2 separate regions of the Zea mays genome follow, and region 1 is linked to region 2. The links are chromatin contacts, called in public Hi-C maps. All regions are on one chromosome and are shown on one strand. Each heading gives the region's core, a stretch centred on a gene start, on an enhancer-like site or on the middle of the called end of the contact. The rest is flanking DNA. Distances are from core to core; before and after follow the strand shown. Region 1 holds the start of LOC100281731. Region 2 holds the start of LOC541919 (pyruvate decarboxylase 3).

Region 1 (4,793 bases), core at 618-3,117, 450 kb after region 2:
CGTCCGGATCAAACATCGACTCCTCATCGAAGTTTCTCGATCCTTCTTCCTGGCAACCGCAGAGCCCGAATGGCAGCTTCACACCACCACCACTGTTCTTCCTTTGCTTCTTTGCTACCGATTTCAGCGCAGACTCAACCCGGTTCTTGAAGAGCGCCTCGTTCCCAGTCTGCACAAGTATCATGACGACACCAAGTGTCAGACCTCTCTTCTCAAAGATCTGGATCTTCTTGCAGCAGAACGAAGGGCTGTCTAGTGATCCTGACATTGACTGCCACGAGAGCGGGGCAGTGCAAGCAAATGTTAGCTGGAAAACAGTGCCTTCATCACCAGCTCCTCTGCCATGGACTTCCTCAATGTTCACCGCAGGCTGATCCTCGCCGGTCGCCTGCTCTACAAGGCGGGCATGCAAGAGGACATCTTTCATGTCAAATCCTGCCTGTGCGTAGCTGCAAAATCGAAGTTTTTGCTTGTCAGCAACCGTTCAGCAGATCCAGACAGAAATGCACTGTCGCCTTTAGCTTTAGATATCAAATTATGTGGTCGGTTTAATCATAAACGCAGTAACAGAAATTCACTGCACAGATTTGTGATCTCTGGAAGTTAATGACAAAGATGGTAGATAAAAGATCCAGCTATTACTAGTTGCTTACGAAACTAATCTCAGATTGCAGCAAATTTGTGCCGTCGATAGAGGCAGTGGCAAGTAGGTCTGCACCTCTCTATAGAGTTGCAAAATTTGACCGAAAGAGGGAAAAGGCTGGCCGAGTAATACAGCTTGCTTTGTTGCGGAATCGGGTGGTGCTAACTGCTAAATGGGGTAAAACACACACACACACACACACACACACACACACACACACACACAAAAGGTGGCGACTTTGGGACACTGACCTGTTGGGGAGAGCGTCGAAGTGGCGGCGGAGGTCAGCTACGAGCTTCTCCGGCAGCTGCTGGTTGGCGGCGGCGCCGCGGGAGTAGAGCTGCGCGAGGCCACGGAGGAGGAGCGGCGGCGGCTTCTCGGCCCGAGGCGAGGGGTCGCGGGGGAGGCCGCCGCCATCCAGGCTCAGCGTGTTCTTGAACGCGGCGATGGCGCCGGCAAAGTTGCGGCCCAGCCGCTGCCACTTCTTGGGGTTGGGCGGCGCGGGCGCCGACGTCGGCTCGCCGGCGGAGGCAGAGTCGGCGCAGGTCGGGAGGGAGTCGTCTGAACGGCCGTGGGGCTTCATGAGGACCTGCTCCACCATCTCCTCGTCGGTGCTCGGCCGCCCCGACCAGCACTCCAGCGCCGCCGCCATCGCTGGAGACTCGACCTCTTTGCCTGCTGCTGAGTCTTCACTCGCTTGATAGGGCTTTCTGCTACCGCTACTGAAGGCGGCGGGATCGTTTCTGCACGGCAGAAGGACGGAGCAGAACCGAGTTCTTGCCGGATGGATCTACTGGCGGCGGGGTCGCTTTGGGAGATGGAACCGAGTGATCAGAACAAACCGAGAGTTCTGTATTTTCTGCTGGATGAATCTACTGTATTTATTTATATTCAGAACACTGAAGGAAGGGGCGTTGGTGTCTACAAAATGTGAAGAAAAATCGCAAAAAGAAAAGGCTGCGATGTTTGGTCAGTAGCAAGGGGAAATGCCGTGGTCTTGTGGGGGAATCTCTGAGCCAGGGAAGAGATTTTTCTCCGTCGCCGTGTTGCTGCCCAGCCTTGCTCAGCTCATGGAGAGCGAAGAAGGGAGCCAGACAAGGTGGGGAGGGAGGCAAAGAAAAACGACGCCTGTTTTTGTAGTACTACCAATGCCAGCGTGCTAGGAAGGCGTGAGCGTGAGGGCCTCTGGTCCATGTCCATGGACGATGGGCCATGGGCCAAGGCATGGCAGGAAGAGGAGAGGGAGGTGGGGCTGGCGTCCTGCGAATAATTAATGAGAGGTGTTTGGTGCGTTCATGTGATCTTGCTGCCATGCGCAGGCAGAAAAAATAGGAACCGAAATGAATAATGTAGATGCTTTGCAGCTTGCAAATGGCAAGCTTCCTTTGCATCCACCATGCACCCCGAATACGCTATGCGAAGCTGGGATTCCTGGTCCAAATGCCAGGCCGTCCTCGGCACGTCGTACGGTAATGCAAAATGCAGTTTTGTACTGTAGAATTTATTTATAAAGTGAAGTTTAAGATAGAAGATGAGATTAGTCTTAGTGTACATCGTGTGTGTCTATACAAAACAATGTTTTATATTATTATAAATTACATGATTTATAGAGTGGAGTTAGTAACGGGAGACAAATGGATAAGCCGTGGTGAGATAGTCTGAGATATGAATTGATTCTGCCTTCTTTCTCTCTCTCCTTCTTTTTCAGTCTTCAGAGAGACCGAATTTTTTGTATTTTAGCCCCTAAACCGAAGTAAATTTACGTTTAGACCTAAAAAAATTTTAAATGCAGTTTTGGACCCTTTGCTCGGCGCCATAGGCCGTGGCGCCGAGCTAACACAGCTCGGCGCCACAGCCTATGGCGCCGAGCTCCCTGACGTGGCAGTCCTGCGTGGCACCTAGCTCGGCGCCACAGATCTTGGCGCCGAGCTAGGAAAAAACTGGAAACGGCCTTCTCTGTGCGCGCGTTTCTTGTCTTTGCTCGTTCCAAACCAACGCCGCCGCCGACTTCCTCAATCGCCGCCGCCTCCCCGGACTCCGGCTCCCCGCCGCCCGCCCGTCCCGGCCGAGCTCCGGCTCGCCTTAGCGAGCCCCGCCCGACGTCGCCGGAGCTCGCCGCCCGCTCGAGCTCCCCCGAGCTCGGTCGCCGCCGCCCGCTCGAGCTCCCCCGAGCGCGGTCGCCGCCGCCCGCCCTGTGCCGCGCCCGAGCTCCGCCCACTGCCGCACATATCTCGCATGCGCCTCATCGGCCAAATAGTTTACGCCGCTTCCAATCTCTGCAAATATAATGAGAAAATTAAGTTAGCAAAGTCAGGATAAATAAATTGTACTAACATAATTAAAATATCATTTATCTCACTTACTTCCCTTGAGGCGATCAGCAAGATTATCCAACATCTGTTTCTCGGCTTGAGCCGCTTCCCATTCCCTTGCATCCTGTGCTCTCTTCTCATCTGCCGCCTTCAACCTCCTATACTCTGCACGCTTCGGGCTATCATAAAAGGCAGATTTTGCTTCCCTACGCATGTCGCGTATGCGATCGTTAATGTACGAATCAACGAGCTGAGATCCACAACGCATCTTCTGTCCCATTATTCTCTTGGACTCTATTGTCCGCATCACCTCTCCTTTGTCGTCGTAACTCTCCCAACTGCATTTCCTCGTCTCCTACAAAAAAATAGTAAGTACCGCTATAACATTACATCTGGTGCAAAAAAATACCAACCTCATCGTAATCGACCATATGTCCACAAAAATATCCAACACCAAGCTCCGAAGGAACTAATCCATACTTAGCTTCAATACCGCATTTGCAGAGTACTGGATCAAATTTGACCTCTTCTGCCGCCCACCCCATGTATCTCTTTTCCTTTACCTCTGGCTCTGGCCAATGGGACAAAGGACCATACAACCACTCTCTGAAACGACACTTACGCCACCCGTATGGCTGCAGGAGAAAAAATTAGTAATTTATTGTAAATAAAAACTAGTTCATATATTTAGCGTATCAATGGGCTCACATAATCAATGTTCGGACAACAGAACTGCTTGTCATAGTCTTCGTCGATGACAGCACGGTCTCCACAATCGCATCGAGGCGGTGAGTCCATCCGTCTTTCTGTTGCTACCTCCTTCTCTGCATCCGTCATTGGTGGAGGATTCGGGGGAGGAGGTACCCAACGCTTAAAACGCTCATGACTGGTCCTTCCACTCAACCAATTAACGAAAAGAAGATATCGAGGGTCAAATTTATCAGGACCATCGATCCACTGGAAAAAGAAACACCTCTGATGTCCCTAAAATAATGGAAAGATGCACTATTACATATCTACAAAATAATGAACGCGAACAAAGTTAAGTGACAAGTCATAAGCTACGTACGTCCAAAGTGCCACAAAGGTAGTAGCAGCGAGCAGCCGTGTCTGGATGTTGTGATTGATGTACCCAAGCTAGTCTGCCACAGTCACAGTTAGGCACGGGGAGTTCAGGAGGAACAGGAGCATCCTTACTAGATACGTCCGGATATAACTCCCGAGGACGACCTCTCTTCTGCCACAACGCCTCTCGGTACATGTCTTTCATCTAATAAACGATTATAATTATCACTTGTACCTATTATGCTTTATAATAAGTCTACACAAACTAATATTCGAAATAATAATATAATAGGTGTATACAAATTATTTAACTAACAACCCAATATACAAAACGAATCAGTTCGAAATCATACCTTGGCCTACGAAGTGAACCAACTCAAATCTTTGAATCCAGCAATTTTTGACGAAGTTTGAAAATGGGATGAAATGAGCTGCTCTCGGCCAGCCGCGCGGGCGTTTTTATAGGCATTCGTACCTCGGCGCCAAGATCTGTGGCGCCGAGCTACGAGGCCGCGCCGCCGCCACGTCAGAGCCAGGTAAGCCCTGGACGCAACTAGCCGTTGCGGCCACGTCACAGCTCGGCGTCATAGGCTGTGGCGCCGAGCTGTGTTAGCTCGGCGCCACGGCCTATGGCGCCGAGCTGTGGGTCCAAAACTGCATTTAAAATTTTTTTAGGTCTAAACGTGAATTTACTTCAGTTTAGGGACTAAAATACAAAAAATTCGGTCAGAGAGAGAACTGTGCACTGGCATTGTATAATAAAATGGATCTGT
Region 2 (5,245 bases), core at 163-2,662:
TGCCTTTGCCACACGCAGTTTGGGGCCGGCGACAAGGACTGGCTTCACCGCCTTGTTCAGGAATTCGACAGTTGCCTCCACTGCAGCCTCTAGCCCCATCTTGTTGCTCGTCCTGCAGTGTTACAACGGAATTATTAATATCAAGGTTTCTGATAGCATCAAGTTTCCCACAGTTGCAGTGCCATATTACAAGTTTACAGACATGTCACTCATCAAAATGACTTAAAAATCATATGACACTGCATTATCACATAAGATGATTGCTTATCTAGCCTGAAGATTTCATCAGATGACTTCATGTATAATGGATATTGCATTGTCTCAGTGCTACCTATTCAATTAGAACGTGACAACGTTGCAAATTTGAAGAGTTTTTGGTGGATAAGTTTCATGATCCAATAAAAGTTACTATCATTGTTGCCTAAAAAAACAGCCCGTGGATCTGAAAAAAAGGACAGGTGGTCCCTGAGGGTGAGTAATGTGAGAAAAAGGACATTTGGTACCTGGGGGTGAGGAAGAAGGGCACTGGGTCGCGGCTGAAGGTAGGATGAGGCAGCCCAGGGAGGTTGCAGCTGATGCTGAGGTACACGGGCTTGCTCTCCCTCAGTGCCGTGGCAATGGCCGTGTCGATCTGCTCGTGCGCGTCATCCAGATTGTTCACCACCGCCTGAATCCACGAACAGGCAACCAGATGAAACGGGCACTCAAAATCACAAGCAAAAGTGGGTCCACACAGGGACTCACCTGATGGCAGGTGACGGTCTGGAAGCAGCGGAGCTCCTGCGAGAAGTCGGGGAGGCCGATGGTGTGGTGGAGGATGCGGTTGGTCCCGTAGTCGTTGGAGTTGGGCCCGCCGGCGATGCAGATGACGGGCAGGTTCTCGCTGTAGGCGCCCGCGATGGCGTTGAGCACGCTGAGCCCCCCGACTGTGAACGTGACGGCGCAGGCCCCGACGCCGCGCGCGCGCGCGTACCCGTCGGCGGCGTACCCGGCGTTGAGCTCGTTGCAGCAGCCGACGAGGCGCAGGCCGGGCTCGGCGATCAGGTGGTCGAGCAGCGTGAGGTTGAAGTCCCCCGGAACCGCGAATACATCGTTGACGCCGACCTGCACGAGGCGACGCGCGAGGTGGCGCCCCAGCGACGCCTCCCCCGCCGACAGGGTCGCCGCGGGCTGCGCCGGCGTGGACGCCATCGGGCACCCCGGCGCCGACGCCGGGCAGCCAACCGTCTGGTTCGACGCCGCCCCGTTCACGGATCCGATATGGGTGTCCATGGATCGGTCAAGCACCAACGGATCAGAGGATCAAGGTGGGTGGAAAGGGCGGCCGGGCCGAGTGGAGTTGCAGCAGAGCGGGGGCAGTGGTGGACGAGGATGATTTATTGTGGTTTTCTGAGGTTTTCCGCTTTGACGTGTGTTGTTTGGTTCGGTGAGTTGGCGGAGGGGACAACACTTGTCATTTTATACCGAGGTGGCGCAGAGGGGTGTGCACGGGATTTTCGTGTAATCACGGGGGCGTTTCGCGTAGAAACCGTCGTCTTTCGGCGAAAACCAGGGGCTGCGCAACCGCAGTGGACGGTGGGGGGAAGGCCGGAGCCCGGAGAGCCCGTGCCCGGCCGGGGTGCACTCGCGAGACGTGGGACGGGACAGGACAGGGTTGCCGTGCGTGGTTGCCCCACGCGTCGGTGTAACGAAGGGCGCGCGAGGTAGCCGCCTCGTGGGTTTCAGTGGATTCGGCGCGTGTGGGTTGGCGGTGGTTTTGGTTTGGGGCGCACGGCACGTCCCGGTTTTGGGTGTTTGTTTGCTGCGCACGGTGGACTCCGGTTTGACTTCCATTCCGGCGTCCTACCCTACGTTGTCTTTATACGCATTCAGGATCCGAACCGATATGTATCGGATACATCTTTTTTTTTCAAACAATAATGACACATAGATACGGTTAGTATATTTTAATAAAATTATTATTATATAAAATTACAAGCTAAAATTTGTTATCTAGCAAGCTTTAACTTAAAACTTAGTGGTTTCAAAGCAATTCATGCAACACATTATTTGATTCAGAAAGTGAAAAAATACCTGCATAAACAAAGTATTTATACGTATAATCTCTTGCTTAGCCTCAACGACCTCTTTTAAGTAGTTTTAATATTTTTCTACTAACGAAAATGATTGTAATCTTATGTCTGATGTAACGAAATGAGGATAGAAAAGCTGATTGCTCTTCATGGTAGTTGGGCACTTGGGCCTATATAGGCTATTTTCTACTTTTGGTCAGTATCCAAATTTTTCAGTGCGGACGTGTATCCAAGAAGTTTCCTAGCCGACATATATAGGATACTGACACCTCTCAAAAGTATCAACGTACGTAATATAGCCGGCAGCTAGGATGAAAACAAATGCAAAAGCAAGTTTGAGAAATCTACTTTTTCAAAGAATTTCTATTTTTCTAGAGAAAAATGAATTAATTTCCTATGGAAAAAATGAAAACACTTTAAAAAACGAGGTTTCAAACTAGCCCTAAATGAAAAACTTCCCTTATGTTTTCGCTTTCATGTTTTTTGACGAGCTATAGCTAGGATAAAAAAAAACAAAATTAGAATATACAAACACGAAAATAAATAATTAGAGCTAAAGAGCCATTTTTTTTTTAAATTTAGACAATGTAATCTTTTATTTTCAAGTACACATGAATAAAATCACGAAAATTGGTACCATATTTATTTGCGTACCATGTAGATTAATATACATATGCGTAGACAAGGGGGCTAGCGGGGCCGTGATCCCCCAACAAAAAGAAATTTTGTTTTGTACTTGTATGTCTATGGCTAAAATAAAAAAGTTAGTTTATAATAGGTTGATATTTACTATGTATTTAACACATATATGTGTTAATTGTTATGACTAATGACTATTATATATTGTATATATATATATATATATTCTATTTATTCATATTACAACTATATTTATATATGTGTTGCCCTCTAAAGAAAAATTCTGGCTACACCTCTCATTTGATGATTAGCATATATTACACGCAGATTGAAAAGATCAAAAAAAAATGTGCCCAATTCGCATTAAAATGAGATCCCAGAACCATTTCGCAAATACGGATCACGTAAATACAGAGCGGGCTACGTGGGTGTAGGGGGGCAAAAAGAAAACGGGATGAGCAGCAGCAGGCTGGCTCTGCCTCACATGTCACATGCGTCGGTTCGCACCTTTTGTTCATCGCGTGCTGCAGTGCTAAACCTGGAACACGACATTCCTCTCGCGCTCCGTCTCAAACAGCTCATATATATCTTCCTCTATTTAAAGGTTTACTCTGCAAATTATAAACAATATCAAATAATGTCATCTACAACGAGACATACTCTATTTTACACGAACCATCGAACAGGGTCTAACACTTACGGCCACGCCAATAGTGGTTGAGCCGTACTTAGAGGAGGTAATAAACCACGATCTAAATGCTTCTTCATAATTTAGAACTCATTGACACCCGTAGCCGTAGGAGTGTAATGGATACGGACGGATAGTACTTGTAACATATTTGTTTTCATATTTTCTCTTCGAATTCAGATCGGATACAGATATTGTCGAGTTGTGTCGGATAAAATTAGAATTAATATCGACATCTTAAATATCTAACTTTGAGTGTACAGATATAATTCTGATACGGATCGGCTACTAATACTCGAACTCGAAATATAGATCGGGTTTTAGCCCTCTTAGACGGTTCAAATTCAAATACAGACAAATAATATCAGTACCATTTATATCTATACCTAGCCGTACTCAAGATCAGGCCCCAACGACTTTACGAGCACACTGCACACCCATGACGCTCGCTATCCGCGTTGGGATTGGGCCATTGGGGTTTGGGGTTGGAGAATGGGACTCGGGACTGGAATGGAAACAGCGCAGAGAAAGCAGCAGCGCGCGCAAAAACAACGCCGCGGTATGCAGCAGAAAGCCAGATACGTACCCTCCTTAGTCCTCCCACTGGTTTCGGCTTAGATCAGCTGCATCTAGACCGGCAGAAGCGTCGCCTGCCTCGTGCACAATCCCTTCCCGCAGACTACGCTGGTGTCATCAGCACTAACTGCAGGTGCGTCAACGTCCGCAAGAAACGGCTACGCTGCTGCACGATGCACACGAGGGCTGATGGCTGTCTTCTGTTTTGCGAGCGATTCCTACTTCTTCCAACCTTGTATGCTGAGGCATGTATCATTTCAATAATATCATGTGCATATCTCGGAGTAGTTTGATGTAACACTGTCGGAATTCACCTTTCTGTCAAGTGTGTCAAACACTCAGCAAAGACATTTTCACACTCGACGAAATATTTATCAAGTATTACACTTGACGATTATTTTATCGGCAAAAAGCTCTTTACCGAGCGTTTTTTTCGCACTCGACAAAATCTTTTTAGTTGGAAACCTTTTCATTTAAATTAATTTATAGCTTTAAAATGTGATTTGAAAGTTGACTTTGCCTAGTGTAAAAAAACACTCGGCAAAAAAACTATTTGCAGAGTGTTTTTCGACACTTGTCAAAGAAGCTCTTTGTCTAGTGTCGGAAAAACATTCGGCAAAGAATCTTTCTTTATCTAGTGTCGGGGACCATAATTAGGGGTACCTCCAAGACTCCTAATCTCAGCTGGTAACCCCCATCAGTACAAAGCTGCAAAGGCCTGATGGGCGCGATTCCGGTCAAGGCTCCGTCCACACAAGGGACACGATCTCGTCTCACCCGAGCCCAACCTCGGGCAGGAACAGTAGACCAAAGCAGATTCACGCCTCGCCCGAGGGTCTCCTCAAACAACGGACGCACCTTCGACTCGCCCGAGGCCCAGCTCGGGCAGGCTTCGCGGAGAAGCAACCTTGGCCAGATCGCCACGCCAACCGACCGTATCGCAGGAGCATTCAATGCAAGGATCGCCTGACACCTTATCCTGACGCGCGCTCCTCAGTCGACAAGGCCGCAGTGACCGCAGTCACTTCGCCGCTCCACTGACTGACCTGACAGGAAAACAGCGCCGCCTGCCCTGCTCCGACTGCTGTGCCACTCGCCAGAGTGAGGCCGACAGCAGCTAAGACCGGCCTCAGGCGCCATAGGAAGCTCCGCCTCGCCCGACCCCAGGGCTTGGACTCGACCTCGACCACGAACGACGGACTCCGCCTCGCCCGACCCCAGGGCTCGGACTCAGCCTCGACCTCGGAAGACGGTCTCCGCCTCGCCCGAC

Evidence for each region. Hi-C and Micro-C count contacts between places; a contact is called where the count stands out from the background.
Region 1: a Hi-C map of tassel shows a contact between it and region 2, with 2.6 times the contacts expected there. The contact joins the promoter of LOC100281731 here to the promoter of LOC541919 in region 2. A contact is called at or near these places in 2 of 25 Hi-C or Micro-C datasets (endosperm and tassel).

What each region holds. Positions count from the first base shown.
Region 1 is chr1:45,759,206-45,763,998 of Zm-B73-REFERENCE-NAM-5.0, forward strand. LOC100281731 reads right to left here and starts at 1,868. Exons shown (of 3, transcript NM_001368087.1): 1 at 895-1,868; 2 at 1-449. The coding sequence starts at 1,295.
Region 2 is chr1:45,313,502-45,318,746 of Zm-B73-REFERENCE-NAM-5.0, forward strand. LOC541919 (pyruvate decarboxylase 3) reads right to left here and starts at 1,413. Exons shown (of 6, transcript NM_001111582.2): 1 at 745-1,413; 2 at 504-667; 3 at 1-112. The coding sequence starts at 1,272.